Linked DNA regions of Mus musculus: regions 2 and 3 are each linked to region 1. The links are chromatin contacts, called in public HiChIP or PLAC-seq maps. All regions are on one chromosome and are shown on one strand. Each heading gives the region's core, a stretch centred on a gene start, on an enhancer-like site or on the middle of the called end of the contact. The rest is flanking DNA. Distances are from core to core; before and after follow the strand shown.

The links. HiChIP or PLAC-seq counts read pairs in DNA pulled down with a chosen protein or histone mark.
Region 2: an H3K27ac HiChIP or PLAC-seq map of regulatory T cell precursor shows a contact between it and region 1, with 2.8 times the contacts expected there. The contact joins the enhancer-like site here to the promoter of Dusp4 in region 1. A contact is called at or near these places in 3 of 39 promoter capture datasets (the 3T3-L1 cell line, 3T3-L1-derived adipocytes and hippocampal neurons), 2 of 15 datasets of contacts at CTCF or cohesin (CD8 T cells and the NIH/3T3 cell line), 69 of 484 Hi-C or Micro-C datasets (3T3-L1-derived adipocytes, the AML12 cell line, B cells and 42 more), 21 of 115 datasets of contacts at active chromatin or transcription factors (the 230-238 cell line, CD8 T cells, the HPC-7 cell line and 13 more) and 2 of 9 other capture datasets (embryonic stem cells and macrophages).
Region 3: a contact with region 1 is called in an HNF4G HiChIP or PLAC-seq map of pancreatic cancer cells. The contact joins the enhancer-like site here to the promoter of Dusp4 in region 1. A contact is called at or near these places in 5 of 39 promoter capture datasets (the 3T3-L1 cell line, embryonic stem cells, hippocampal neurons and 2 more), 3 of 115 datasets of contacts at active chromatin or transcription factors (embryonic stem cells, microglia and pancreatic cancer cells) and 1 of 9 other capture datasets (adipose tissue).

What each region holds. Positions count from the first base shown.
Region 1 is chr8:34,805,859-34,810,247 of GRCm38.p6, forward strand. Dusp4 (dual specificity phosphatase 4) reads left to right here and starts at 1,752. Exons shown (of 4, transcript NM_176933.4): 1 at 1,752-2,315. The coding sequence starts at 1,871.
Region 2 is chr8:34,753,175-34,757,563 of GRCm38.p6, forward strand. No RefSeq gene overlaps it. Among named protein-coding and RNA genes, the nearest start is that of Dusp4, 52 kb to the right of the region's middle. Within about 2 kb of position 2,572, at least 33 of the 459 cell types and tissues checked have an H3K27ac peak or open chromatin away from gene starts, as enhancers often do. A contact at or near this core is called in B cells, the C2C12 cell line, CD8 T cells and 14 more, where this site is marked.
Region 3 is chr8:34,843,797-34,848,185 of GRCm38.p6, forward strand. It overlaps Tnks (tankyrase, TRF1-interacting ankyrin-related ADP-ribose polymerase), which reads right to left. Exons shown (of 27, transcript NM_175091.3): 20 at 3,485-3,567. Among named protein-coding and RNA genes, the nearest start is that of Dusp4, 38 kb to the left of the region's middle. Within about 2 kb of position 2,160, at least 25 of the 459 cell types and tissues checked have an H3K27ac peak or open chromatin away from gene starts, as enhancers often do. A contact at or near this core is called in pancreatic cancer cells, where this site is marked.

The DNA.
Region 1 (4,389 bases), core at 502-3,001:
GGCCTTGAAATGAGAGCTGGAGGTGATCTCGGGCGAGCAGCTACGCAGAGAACAAAGCAAAGGGTAACAGTGGAGGAGGCTGAACAGGGCGGGAAGGACCCCAAGGCTTCGGCGGCCCTCGCTGCCTTAATCAGGCTTAGTCGCAACTTGAAATGGAATATTCGACCTGGCCGCCGCTACCAAACCCCGTAATTCCCTTGTTCGGTGATTAATTCTTGCTAACAAGACTTGGCAAGATCTCGGCCAAATAATTTTTTTGGCTCTCTGTAAGGTCCCCACCACATGCGCGCATAACCTCCTCTCTTGCCAAAATCGAGCCCTTGGGAAATTAAATGCTCCCCCCCCGAAAGTAAAATGGGGGGTGGCAGATGCTACGTGACCTGGAAAGAGGGATGCGGAAACTCGAATCGTCTCCTAGCTTATTACATTTGCTTTTATAAAAGGTCATTCTTCCCATGGGCACTTTTCAGCATCTTTTCCTTCGTACCAAATGTAGACCTTAACCGTCATTTCCTTAGAGGACGTTGCGTGTGAGGAGGGAAGCGAGGACTCCCACCAAAGAGGAAAACCTCCGGGTATTCCCCCCCCCCCCCCCCATGGTTAAAAAAGCAGGTTTTAGGAAGCTTGGGCCCGAGTGCCTCCCATTCTCTTGCACGGGCACAGCATTCGGCCAATTAACGCCCCCCTCTGGGTTGTAAAGTAACAAACCCCTCCACCTCTCTTTTGTTATTGGGCTTCGGCGCGAGGGCCTTCCCTTTCATCTTTCTAAATCTGCGTTGGCCCAGGTTCCGCGGGAAGCTATAAACCAGATGTAATAGCTCGGGATGGAAATCGATCACGCTAATGTATAAACTAAGTCCGGGGAATCGCATGGAAAAAAACAAAGACAAAACACAACCGGCCGGGCACGAAGAACGAGATTAAGTCCGGCGAGGAGAGGTCCCCAAGCCCTACGGGGTGGCAGCCGCACAGTGTCAGGTTTCTCGGAGCTGCAGGAGCGAGACCTCGAAGACTGGGGAGGCCGGGGGGGTGGGGGGGAGCGCAGGGGTGAAGACCTCCACACGGAGAGCCCAGGCCTCAGTAAGGCCCCGCGTCGCCACCCGCAACGATCTCTACCAGGATCGCCGCGCTCCGGGGCTGAGGAAGGACAGGGCACCGCGCCGCGGCTCCATTCACAAAGTCCCCGAGCCGCCGGCTCGCGGGCGGGTCGGAGGCTGCCTCCTTTTCTTCCTCTAGGTCTCCGTTTTATGAATGGGCCTGGCAGCCAGCACCGAGCGCCCTGTTTACTCCTCTCTTTGTGACGTCGAGTCCCCGTGACTGGGTGCGAGGGGGCCGGCGCTCCATTCACGAGCCGGGGTGGGGGCGGGGCGGGAAGCTTGCGTTGGGGGCGGGGCCTGGCGAGGTAGTAATGACTCTTCCCTCCCCCGGGAGAGCCGGCGAGCATTAATAAATCTCTAAGCCAGAGGAGGAAACTCTGGCTGGGGCAGTGCGTGCAGCTCCGGCGGTGCAGCGGTGGGGGAAACGGCGGAGCCCACGGCAGAAGCAGCCCTAGCTAGCAAAACACACCAGAGGCGACAAACCGAGAGGAGCCCTCTCTCGTAAACACACTCCCCTGCTCGATCGCTTGCCCCGGGTGCCGCGCGCCCGCCAGCTTTGGCGCCAGAGAAGGCTGGGACTGCTATGTAACGTTGAGGCTGCGGGAGGTGGAAGCAGGGGTGTTAGAGGGAGAAGAGCCTGGGGCCAAGTTTGCGGGTCACTTCTGCAGGCGCCCTCTTAGCCCTCGCCTGGTTCCTTCTTGTTAGCCTAGCTGGCTCCGGTGCCCTTGGCCTTCTCCAGCTAGCTCCCCAGCTTACTGCGTTTTGCCGGCGACATGGTGACGATGGAGGAACTGCGGGAGATGGACTGCAGCGTGCTCAAAAGGCTGATGAACCGGGATGAGAACGGCGGCGGCGGCAGCGCGGGCGGCAACGGCAGCGGCAGCCACGGCGCCTTGGGGCTGCTGAGCGGCGGCAAGTGCCTGCTGCTGGACTGCAGGCCGTTTCTGGCTCACAGCGCGGGCTACATCCGAGGCTCGGTGAACGTGCGCTGCAATACCATCGTGCGGCGGAGGGCCAAGGGCTCCGTGAGCCTGGAGCAGATCCTGCCCGCCGAGGAAGAGGTGCGTGCCCGCCTGCGCTCTGGCCTCTACTCGGCTGTCATCGTCTACGACGAGCGCAGCCCGCGCGCCGAGAGTCTCCGGGAGGACAGCACGGTGTCGCTGGTCGTGCAGGCGTTGCGCCGGAACGCGGAGCGCACGGACATCTGCCTGCTTAAAGGTAAACGTGGGTGCCCGGGAGAGCGAGGTGGGAGGGTAGGTAGTGTAAGGGACTTGGCGGCCTGAGCCCTGCTGGGCATTGGGAGGAAAGTACCCGAGTGACTACGGGGTGCTGGAGTCCCCTTCCTCGCGTGTCTTTGTGCGTGTCAGTGTGAACGGTTTTGCTGTGGTTTGGAGCCTGAGTCCCGGGGAGGCCGTGCTGGCGCGTTTCCCCAATCACCTGCAATCCGCACGCGTCTTGGAGTTTCCGTGTTTGTTTACGCGAACGGTTCTGGCCTGGATGCTGGCAGCGGTTCCTCTGCGCAGCCCAGCTTCAAGTACTGAGAACGCGCTCTTAGGTCCCACGGGGACGAGAGAGGCCTGGTTCGGTATAACCCCGGGAACCCTAGAGGGGGGTGAAGGAAGGTGAATGCTAGGGTAGGAGCTGTCTCAGGAGTTCATACACATCGGTCAATGAGGAAAGGAGAATTGGGGTGCAGACCTGGGGAGCTATCTCTTTTTTTCCCCGCTGCCTAAACTCAGAGCTTTCTTGGATGGCGGCCAACCCCCACTTGCCCCGGTCTAAGGGAGGCTGAAGTGCTGTATTTGGGGGGGTGGGGGGACACCAGGCACAACCGCGCCTGCTCCTGCTAATCCCGGGAGCAGAGAGTTACCACCTTTTGTTCACACATCATTCTCGACTCTGCCAGCGGCGCGTGCCTGGTTCGAGCGAACCCTGGCGTAGGAAATTAGGTGGCCGGAGAGAGGGTGGCTTGTCACATTGAGAAGTCAGACACCCCAAAAGGATCGCGCAGTATCTCAGACGTTGGCAAAGGGGAGGGACCGCTCGCCGCACCTGCCAGCTCGCTCGGTGTGCCGGCCACCGGTTGGGGAGCACTGTAGGGTGCGGGGTGTGTGTGTGTGTGGGGGGGTCGGGCGCCCCCTGCTGCGCTGCTCCCCTACCTCCGGCCACCGCATTCCGTGCATTCTTTCGCGCGGGTCTGGTCTTTGCTTCCAAAGCCTGGAGGTTTGTCCGACCTCCGCCTTCCAAGAGCCGCCCATTTCCCTGCCGAGGCTCTTCGCCCCGTCTTCCAGACTTTTCCTCTTAGTGTCTTGTCTTCCTTAAGGAAGGGAGGCCGGGAGCGAAACCCTTTCTCGCGTCCCCTCCGAACGGCACCCGGTGCGGGCGAGCCAGGCTGGCCGTGCGGAACAGCGGGGGGCTTTGTTCTCCGCAGTTGTTTCCTGACCATTTGACCCGTCAGCTGCTGGGGAAACGCTGCTGTTGATCTGAGGCTGAACTGCCAGGGCGATTTTTTTCTTTTCTTTTCTTTTTTTTTCTTCCTTTTCTTTCTTTTCTTTTCTTTTCTTTTTTTTTTTTTTTTGCAAGGACCGCCTGTGGCTCCTGCAGCCGAGCCCCAGTCTCTCAGCCGGCTCCCTAAAACGCTTTAGGAGCGACGGCCAGGAACACAGGTTCCGGACCTCGCGACCGGCCAGCGGTCTGAACCGGGGCCCCACGCAGTATCCGCGGAGCCCTGCCTAGGAAAGGCGCAGGTCCCGGGTCCTCCCTCGGCGGGGTGTCCTGCCTGGGCCCCTGAATCGAGATCGCGCGGGTGGGAAAGGTGAAACTGTTTCGGGGTGAAAGTCCTAGGTTGTCCTGGGTTGCCCAGCGGTTGGATTGAGAGTCGGAGCCCATGTCTTCCAACCCTGGCTTCAGGAGTACTTCAGTCCCACGTGGAGTCAGGGATTGTTTTGTTTTTCTTCCTGGAAGAATTCCGCCTGGGACTGCCCTGAAGCTGGAGCGGCAGCTGCCTTGAGCCTGAGCCCTTAGGCTTCCTTCCTGGGTGCGGGCCCCGGGGTCGGCCGAGCGCCTAGGGAGGGAGGCATATTTTTAATGTTAAACCTATGGCTTGCGGCACTCTACCGGTCCTGGATTCGGATCTGGAGACAGGCGAGGCCAGACCAGTTCTGAGAGATGCTTCAGGGCGAATATTGATGTAAGACTGGACAGGACAGGTGGCCTCTGGGCAAAATGACAGTCCCATCCGTAATGGGTGCCTGGCCCACAGAAAGGCAGCATTTCCTTCAAGTCGCGTTTT
Region 2 (4,389 bases), core at 1,322-3,821, 52 kb before region 1:
TTCGGAGCCACACTGCCTGGGGCCCAGCCATGAAGTTTAGCATTCCACACCGGATACGACTTTTAGCAAAGGAAGGGATTAGAACTGCACTACTCACCACTTAAGAATTAGGATAAGCCCAAGTACACCCGAGTGATAAGATTTCGAAAGCATCCGTTCTCTTGCTCATGGAATGGTCATGGAATGGTGCCTGAAGCCATCCTCCCCCATCCAGAATCCTACGTGACAGAAAGGTTCTGGAAAAGAAGTCACATCAGCATTCAGCTTTCAGCTCTCTGGAGGTGGAGACAGGCAGAGCTCTCTCAGTTCCTCAGTTCTGGGGGGGCGGGGGGGGATACAGTCTGGTCTACAATAGTGAGTTCCAGGGCAGCCGGAGATACACAGATAACCCCTGCTTCAAAAACAAAAACAAACAAACAAACAAATGAAGTGAAATAAAATGGACCAGGATTAGATAAGATGGCCCTTCAGCCCCAGTTCTGGATGGACTCCCAGTGGGAAGCCCATATAAAGGCAAATGCGGTGAGCTGAGAGCACACACATGAAGCCTGACAATCACCAGTGACCACCGACTGCCTCTCATGATGACAGGCACTTTTATATAGATCGTATCTTTCGACCCTTAGATCACATGGGCTTCTCTACTGCTGTCTGACAAATACTTCTCCGTCTGTTCCTCCCAGCCCCTGTCGAGTTGCAATAATCATCTATCTACCTTTTGGCTAGAGGAGGGGCAGGTAGCTCTGGCCAATGCGTTGTAAACAAACAAACAAACAAACAAACAATGTAGGTCACCTCCACTTTCAGTTATTTATAATAATTCCAGTGCAAAAAGCCCCATGCAAGGTGGGGCAGCTCCATCCTGGGTTCTGAGCAGCTGCGATGGGCAGAATGGAACTCCAGAGCAACTGATGATGCATACAGTGTTAGTCAGGGCTCCCTTAAGTCCACAAAATACCAAGAAGAATTAACTTATAAAGAAAAAAGGGTTGAGTCAGCTCCCGGTCTGAGATGTTCTGGTCCACATTTGGGCAGAACCAATGCTATTAGACCTATATCAAGGCAGCATCTTGTAGCAGGAATACTGCTCTAGGGATGGCACAACAGGCAGACAGAAGTGCACAGGACAGACATGGTACTTCCCCCAAGATCTAAGGCTGTAGCTAGAAACATGCAGAGGAGAGCACCTTGTTGATTGAAGTAACTTGGTTTGTCAGCCTCTCTAGGGTCACTTCTTCCATCTGCAAAATATAAATATTACCTTTCTCCTTAGATGTTTTGACATTGTGTGTGTGTGTGTGTGTGTGTGTGTGTGTGTGTGTGTGTGTGTGTGTGTATGGGTGTGTGTGTATGGGAGGGTAGGTCTGTATGAGTGGGTTTGTATGTGCCTGTGCAGGTGTGTATGTGTGTATGGTGGGGTTGTATGTGCCTGTGCGTGCGGGTGTGTGCATTGATGGGTGTGTGCATATTCCTATGCATCTGTGATGGTCAGAATAGGATGCCAGATCAACCTGAGCTGAGAACTCTGGTCCCCTACGAAGAGCACCACGCTCTCTTAACTGTGGGGCCATCATGACTCCAGCCCCATAAAAAAGTGTTTTTATGATTAACAGTGCCTGAGATATGAGAAAGAATAACTAAATGCCTATAAATTCTTTCATGGTTTAAGATAAACTCTCTTGGAAAGAAAGAAAGAAAGAAAGAAAGAAAGAAAGAAAGAAAGAAAGAAAGAAAGAAAGAAAGAAGGAAGGAAGGAAGGAAGGAAGGAAGGAAGGAAGGAAGGAAGGAAGGAAGGAAGGAAGGAAGGAAGGAAGGAAGGAAGAAGAAAGAAAAGCAGAAGGTAAGAATTTAAATTCTTTCATCACCAACTGACATTTTCAGTCTCTTCTTTATTCTAAATATCTCGGTCTTTAGTTGCTCTTTGAATTGAATAGTCAGTGCCTGTTTATAGTTTATCTGCCTGCCCTCATCTAGGCTAAAGGTTTATAACAAGTAGCCTGGATTTGCCTGGGAGACCAGCTGTCTCAGAGAGATCCCTGTTGTTTTCAGAGTGAGTTTACTAAGAACAAGTGACATGGTCCCCACAATCTCTCAGCAGCATCCAAATGAGAACAAACTTATTCAAATGAGAACAGACTTATTTTCTGCACCCAAAGGGAATGAGAGTAAGAAAGAGTCAAATGTCTCCAAACAACAGCTTGGGCGGAGACCACTGGGAAGGGAGAAGGCTGGCGAAGGGGTTGGGGGCTGGGACTCATGCTGGAATCCCTGCACAGTCACAGGAAAGATGACTGACTGTCTTCACCAGCCTGGGCTACAGGATGAAGCCACATCTCAAAAAAAAAAAAAAAAAAAATCAAAGAAGAGAAAGAAGGGGAGGAGGGTAAAGAGGAGGAGGACTGGGACGAGAGGGGCCCATGGGATCTTTTTTTCTTGAATGTCTCCACATATGGGTTAATATGACTCAAGCCATGCCAGAGGCCCCAAGGATGAGCATGGTTTGAAGGTTGTCCACCTCCTCAACGTCAAACAGAAAGTAAGAAAAGAAGACGTATGGGGGAGGGCGTTTCCTTAGGATGATCATCACCATCTCAAAAAAGTCCCTGGGCCCTATAGGCAAGAGTGGTGACATTTGGCCTGTCTAGAAAACATGCAAAGTAGCTGTGGACTTCATCTTTAAGAAGTTAGCAGCAATGGAAAAACAAAAGTCTGAGTGAAGGAATACAGCTTGGTGGTAATACATTGTCTAGCACTCATGAGGCCCTGGCTGCAGACCCCAGTACTGGTGGGGGGGGGGAGAAAAAGAAAGAGGAGGGAGGGGGAGAGAGAAGCCAAGCATCCACCCCTTGAGAAGCTAATCAAAGCTGGTGAGCTGTTGGCAAGCCTACCTGAAGGCATAGGTCTCAGGGATATAAGGTCAATGCCTTTGTTTTGGGGGTATGTTGGATTGGGAATGCTTATGGAGGACTGAATTAAAACCAGCAGTTAATGCTGAGATAACATTTTGGGTTTGAAAATAAATGTGTGAGAGAGTTATATTAAAATGAATGGTCATTGGATCTTGAAAATAAATGAAGCTACCTAGGCTGGATTCTAGATAATTGAGACGGAAGTGGCTAAGGATGATGTGACAATTGTCAAAACTACTTAGAACCTTGGGCCTTTTCTTTAGTGCTGTTGTAAAAGAAACTGAGAAAAACAAAGAGGAACGTCAGGTGCACATCCTTGGGTTTCATTTTGGTCACTGGTGACTCAAACATGCCAACCTTACCGTAGCTGTGTGACATAAAAAACTGAGATTACTTGACTTTAGAATCAGACTGACCAAATTTGAATCCCAACACTGGAATCTCCTAAACGACTGTAACTTGGGCTTTAATATCTCCATGCAATATAACATATTGATGTCCTCAAGAAGAGGCCACTGTTAAACTAGATAGGGCATGATGATCATGATTCTAAGAAGAAGGCAGTTAGGGGCTCAGTGAAGACCCATATCCTTTGCCGAAGTGGAGAGAGACTGCTAGGAGCAGATGCCCAACCAGTGTCTCCAGCTCCCTTGTGCTTTGATGGCCAGGTACTGGAACCGTGGTGAGGAGAGTCTGTGCCAAAGGCTCTCGGATCTCCTTTAAGTTGGCTGCACAGAAGCCTGGCATGCAGCCCTCTTCCATGACTTCTCTCACCCTCTCCTTCCAGCTAGGCAGAGTGGAGGTGACCTTGAAGGTCATCCCAGAAATCAGGAACTGGATGACAGAAGTAACAGAACCAGGATCCAAGAACCATCCACAGAAGGGGCTCAGACTGCTAAGCAACTCTGAAAGATTCATCTTCTTCCTAAGACTTCCTCCAGAAGGCAAAGAAGTTGATAGGGCTAAGGTTAGACAGGATAGACTGTCTACACCACAGGACATACTGACTCACCGCTGTAAGACACCACTGGAGACAGGAAGCTGGAGTCTACATAAATGAGGCTAGCAAGGAATTGCCAATGGGGTATGTCAAGTTGTGTCATTTTTCAGTTTTTAAATGACTTCCACTGTGACAGCATAAGCTTTGTTCAAAATCTTAACAAGTCTGACACATACATACAAGCGCTCTCTCTCTCTCTCTCTCTCTCTCTCTCTCTCTCTCTCTCTCTCTCTCTCTCTCTTTGTGTGTGTGTGTCACACAGACACACACACACACACACACACACATACACACACAAACAAAGTTGAAAGATCCACAGACCAGCCACAGTGGGAGCATCAAAGAGGAATGAGATTTTGTTCAAATTTTTTAAACTAATGATACATGTCTCAACTGCAAAAGCAAGATGTGGTGCTTTGAATGAGAATGGCCTCCAAAGGTCACATGTTTGAAGAGGCACTGCCCAGTAGATGGAATTGC
Region 3 (4,389 bases), core at 910-3,409, 38 kb after region 1:
TTTATAGACATTCTTTTTTCTAACTCATTTAAGGTTAATATATATATATATATATATATATCACTTCCTTAACCCTCACACTAACATAACAAATTAGACCCCAAGGTTTGATTTTTACTGTGAAAATGAACTCCTTTACAGCGAGTGGGATCATCTGGGCTTATTCTCTAAAGTAATTTAGCACATTAAGTGGCCATTGAAGAAATAATTGTTTCATGGTACAAAATCTGCCATTCACTTCTAATCACGCAAAGGAAGTTTACAACAGAGCTTTCAGAAGACAGCAAAAGGGAGACAAGCACCTTTGAAACAGAACAGTTTACACAACGGGAGTCTCTACATCCTAAGGCTGACCTGATTCTAATGCACTTTGTGAGCCATGCAACTGGTACCATGTTCTTCTAGAGATTTGATCTTTCAGTTTAGATATGGTTGACAATAAAAACACAGCCTGATATATATGAGGTAACTTTAGGTTACAGACATCAACATCTTCTTAACTGCCATTCAATAGTGCATAGCTGAAGGGTGTCAAAGTCAGGCTAGAAGACAACACCCCAAGGGATATTTCCAATCATGCTCTAGAGAGGAAATAAAGCGTAACACACAGACTTCCAATCACAAAATGAATATAAAAATCCTTGCCCAAGCCCGCTGCACCAGAGAGGAACCTGGAGTTACTCCACTCTGGTTTACAGAGCGGGGCTGAGGAGCCAGGCTCCTCCCTGTACGGAAAGCCGCCTCTTACACAGCTGCTGAAGATCCTGTCTCCAGCATTGGTGCTCTGACTTCAACTCCCTTCCCCTTGGGTATGAGCTATACTTACTGACTAGTTATTAATATGATACAGTAGAAATGACAGGATAGTACTTTCCCCTCTATATTTAATTATGTTATTTATTACTTCTAAGCCTCCAGTGACTTATCTGGTGGGAACAGTTAAGAGAATATGTTTGGTATTTGGAAGAAACCACAAGTTTGCTCCTCAAGTTCTTGTCTTGGGGAGAAGGGGGTTGTGCATATCTAGCATACATCGATATAAGATCCTTATACTAAAGTTACTCATTCATAAGATAAAATGGCCCTGCATATAAAGTAAATGCTATGTCTATAGGGTTGCTGCCTGCTCCAAAGATTCGCTTGTTTACCTGGGATGTGATGAGAAAATTAACGATTATAAATGAAAAGACCTTTTTTCCCTTGAGGGTGGTGATGTTATAATCATATTTACATAGAATTCAATGAGTCCGACCTTTTATAGAATGTAGATGGTCAGTTTCTGTGAAAATCCAGGTCGTAGCAGTTGAGCTCCAGAAATTATAGTGTAAATTAAATTTTCCTTTCCCATAAACAAAACATTTTAGGTAGGAAGCTATAGTCTAAGTGTGAGAAGATGTTACATAATGCTATAGTTAACTAGAAGGAATTTTGATGATTATTTCTAAAGTGTTTATGGAATAAGACAGCGCAGAGACTTCTGAGAAGGAACTGTGAAGGTGGAGTGTAAGAACTTCTAGGACACAAACTAAAAGAACTACCTCGCGCCTCAGGAGAGGGAGAGGGGTATTCTCAGGCAGGACGAGAACAGCGGAATACACTATACAAAGTGTCTCAGCAAACACAGTCACAGAAGGGATAAGGGGACACAATGAAGGGTCACATGCTTGTTGATACACATTACCAGACTGCTACACAATATTTATGACAGAAAAGAAAATTCTAAAGGTATGCCGCGGAAGAATTAAGTAGACTTAATATTTTATACCTGAAGACTAGACAGATAACATCTGCACTTGAAATAATAAACACAAACTTAATTGTCTGCCCAGTGGCCCAAAAGACAGTTTCGATACATAGAAAAGCACACCACTACCTAGAGGAGAGGGCCTACACAAGGTAATATGCATTAAGTGCAACAATTAACGTCTTGACTCTGAAAAGGCTATAGAAATGATTTTGGACAAAAGAAAATCAATGGGACATCGATTTACTCAGAAGAAAACTGCAGTAAAAAGAACAACAAAACTGATAAAAAGAATAAGCTGACTGAAGACTGAGTCATTAAACTACCAAGTCAATAACATGAGAAACACGCACAGGAGGTCAGTTCCTGACAGAGAGCATGCAACAGGAAGTAAGAACAAGCGCATGAAAGCTCAGAAACAACGGCTCTCAACAAGAGGTGGGTCCCTTGTTTGAACTGGAGGTTTTTGGCTTATTAGACCAAGGTGTGTGTGTGAAGTTTCACAATTCCTGCAGACATGAGTCAGAATGAAGAGCATGTGTGTTCAAACAGTGACAAAGACCCAGTTTACAGGATTCTCACAGGACATTTCTAGTCCAGAAGATGATTGGACGACAGGGAGAGGAAGTTCTGATAGTCACCAGGAGGGCCCAAGTTTAAAGGAAGTGTCCCAGTAAGAGGCACGTGAGAAGGCAGACATGGGACAAGGCATCGTGCCAACAGCAGCAGAGACTGGAGTAAGGTGGCCTATGCGTGGCCTAAGTCAAGGAGGCTGGAAGGGCAGGGAGCAGACTCTTCTAGAACTGCTACAGGGAGTGCACCCTGCCCATCTGATTTCAGTCTTCTGAGAGAAAAACATCTGTTAGGCTACCAAGTCCATGGTCATTTGTTATGTAGCTCACCAAACTCAGTGCATATACTGACTAAATAACAGACTTGTGCAGAACAAGGTAACAACAAACCTGAAACAAACAGATTGAACATGGGGTAGACTGTCGAACATAAGTCACAAAATAAAGATGTGAAGTGGGCCCTAAAGCTGACTAGACTTTAAAAAGACATCAACAGCTATATTCTCCTGCACAAGCTATCCTCCCTGCCAGAAAGGCTGACATGGGCATATGGAGGTACCTCCACCTGGGAAATGGGGCACTGGGTCTGAGTGACTCTCCATCCTAAAGTTCCATGTCCACCAGTAATATTAAACTCAGTTTCATCTTCAGTGTTTACCATGGAGCATGGGAGTAAGAACTCATGACCTTTGACAACAGTCTGGCAAACAGAAGAGCTCTCTCTAGTAACACAAGAAGATGAGCTCATAAATGCCAGTTTCTTTTGGAAACAACAACAACAAAAACCAGAAAAACTGAGAATATTCTTGAGATAGTTTCTTGCTCTAAGTTCACCAAGTGCTCTCTCAGCAAGCTGAACCCTTCCTTCTCACGTCTAACCTGACACAGACTGCACTGAACAAAACTGGCCACAGAGGAAGGACGGCTCTCTGAACTGTCAGCGTCGGAGATGAGCGCAAAGTGCTGGGCTCCCTGGCTTCTCTACATGTATTTCAGGCAGCTAACAAGCAAGGTAAAAACATACACATAGATTAAACACGAGGCAAACTGCAGAACACTATAAGTCACAAAATAAAGAGAATACATAACACAGAAAATAAACAGCTGCGAAGTTTATGAAGTCAATAACTCAGAAGATGAAAAGCTGAAAGAGCACGTGAGCGCTTACCTGCTCTGTTTCAAAAATGTCCCTCAGGTGCTCAAGGCCAAGGCTCTTAAGGAACTGGCTGATGTTCATGTCAAGACCCGCAACTAAAACAAACAGTAAAATCTCTTAGAATTTCCTAATTCTACGCAAGGTCAGCATTTATGCATAACCCTATTTTTTGACACTTGCCTGTACAGATGATTTCACATGACAAAAACCAATACCAAATATGTCAATTTAAATCAGGCACTTCCAAGTTATGCTGAATTTTCTCTTTGGCATAGCAACAGTACTTACATTAATTCTAATACACATAGAATAGAGAACTAAAATATAGATGTATATATTAACTCTACAGGGAATATAATTCCTACCACCTTATTTTTATGTCTAAGACATTTATTTTTAGCTTTGTGTGTTTTTATGCTTGCGTATCTGCACGCGAAGTGTTTCCCTGGGAGCCAGCTGAGTACACTGGGTTCCCTGAAGCTGGGGTGAAGAGGGTTGTGAGCTAAACAGTGTGGGTGGTGGAAACTAAACCAGGTCCTCTACAAGAGCAGTACCTAGGCTCAAGACCATAGTTGATAGAATTAGTACTTTCAATGACTTAAAAGAAAAGAAGAAGGTATCAGTTACTATTTTGATTTATTCTTCTTCCTCTTCTTCTTCTTCTTTTTATTTTATTTATTTATTTATTTATTTATTTATTTATTTATTTATTTATTTATTTATTTATTTATTTATTTTTGGGTTTTACAAGACAGGGTTTCTCTGTGTAGCCCTGACTGTCCTGGAACTCACTCTGTAGACCAGGCTGGCCTCGAACTCAGAAATCCGCCTGCCTCTGCCTCCCGAGTGCTGGGATTAAAGGCGTGCGCCACCACCGCCCAGTTTGATTTATTCTTTTTAAGAATTATTTTTATTTA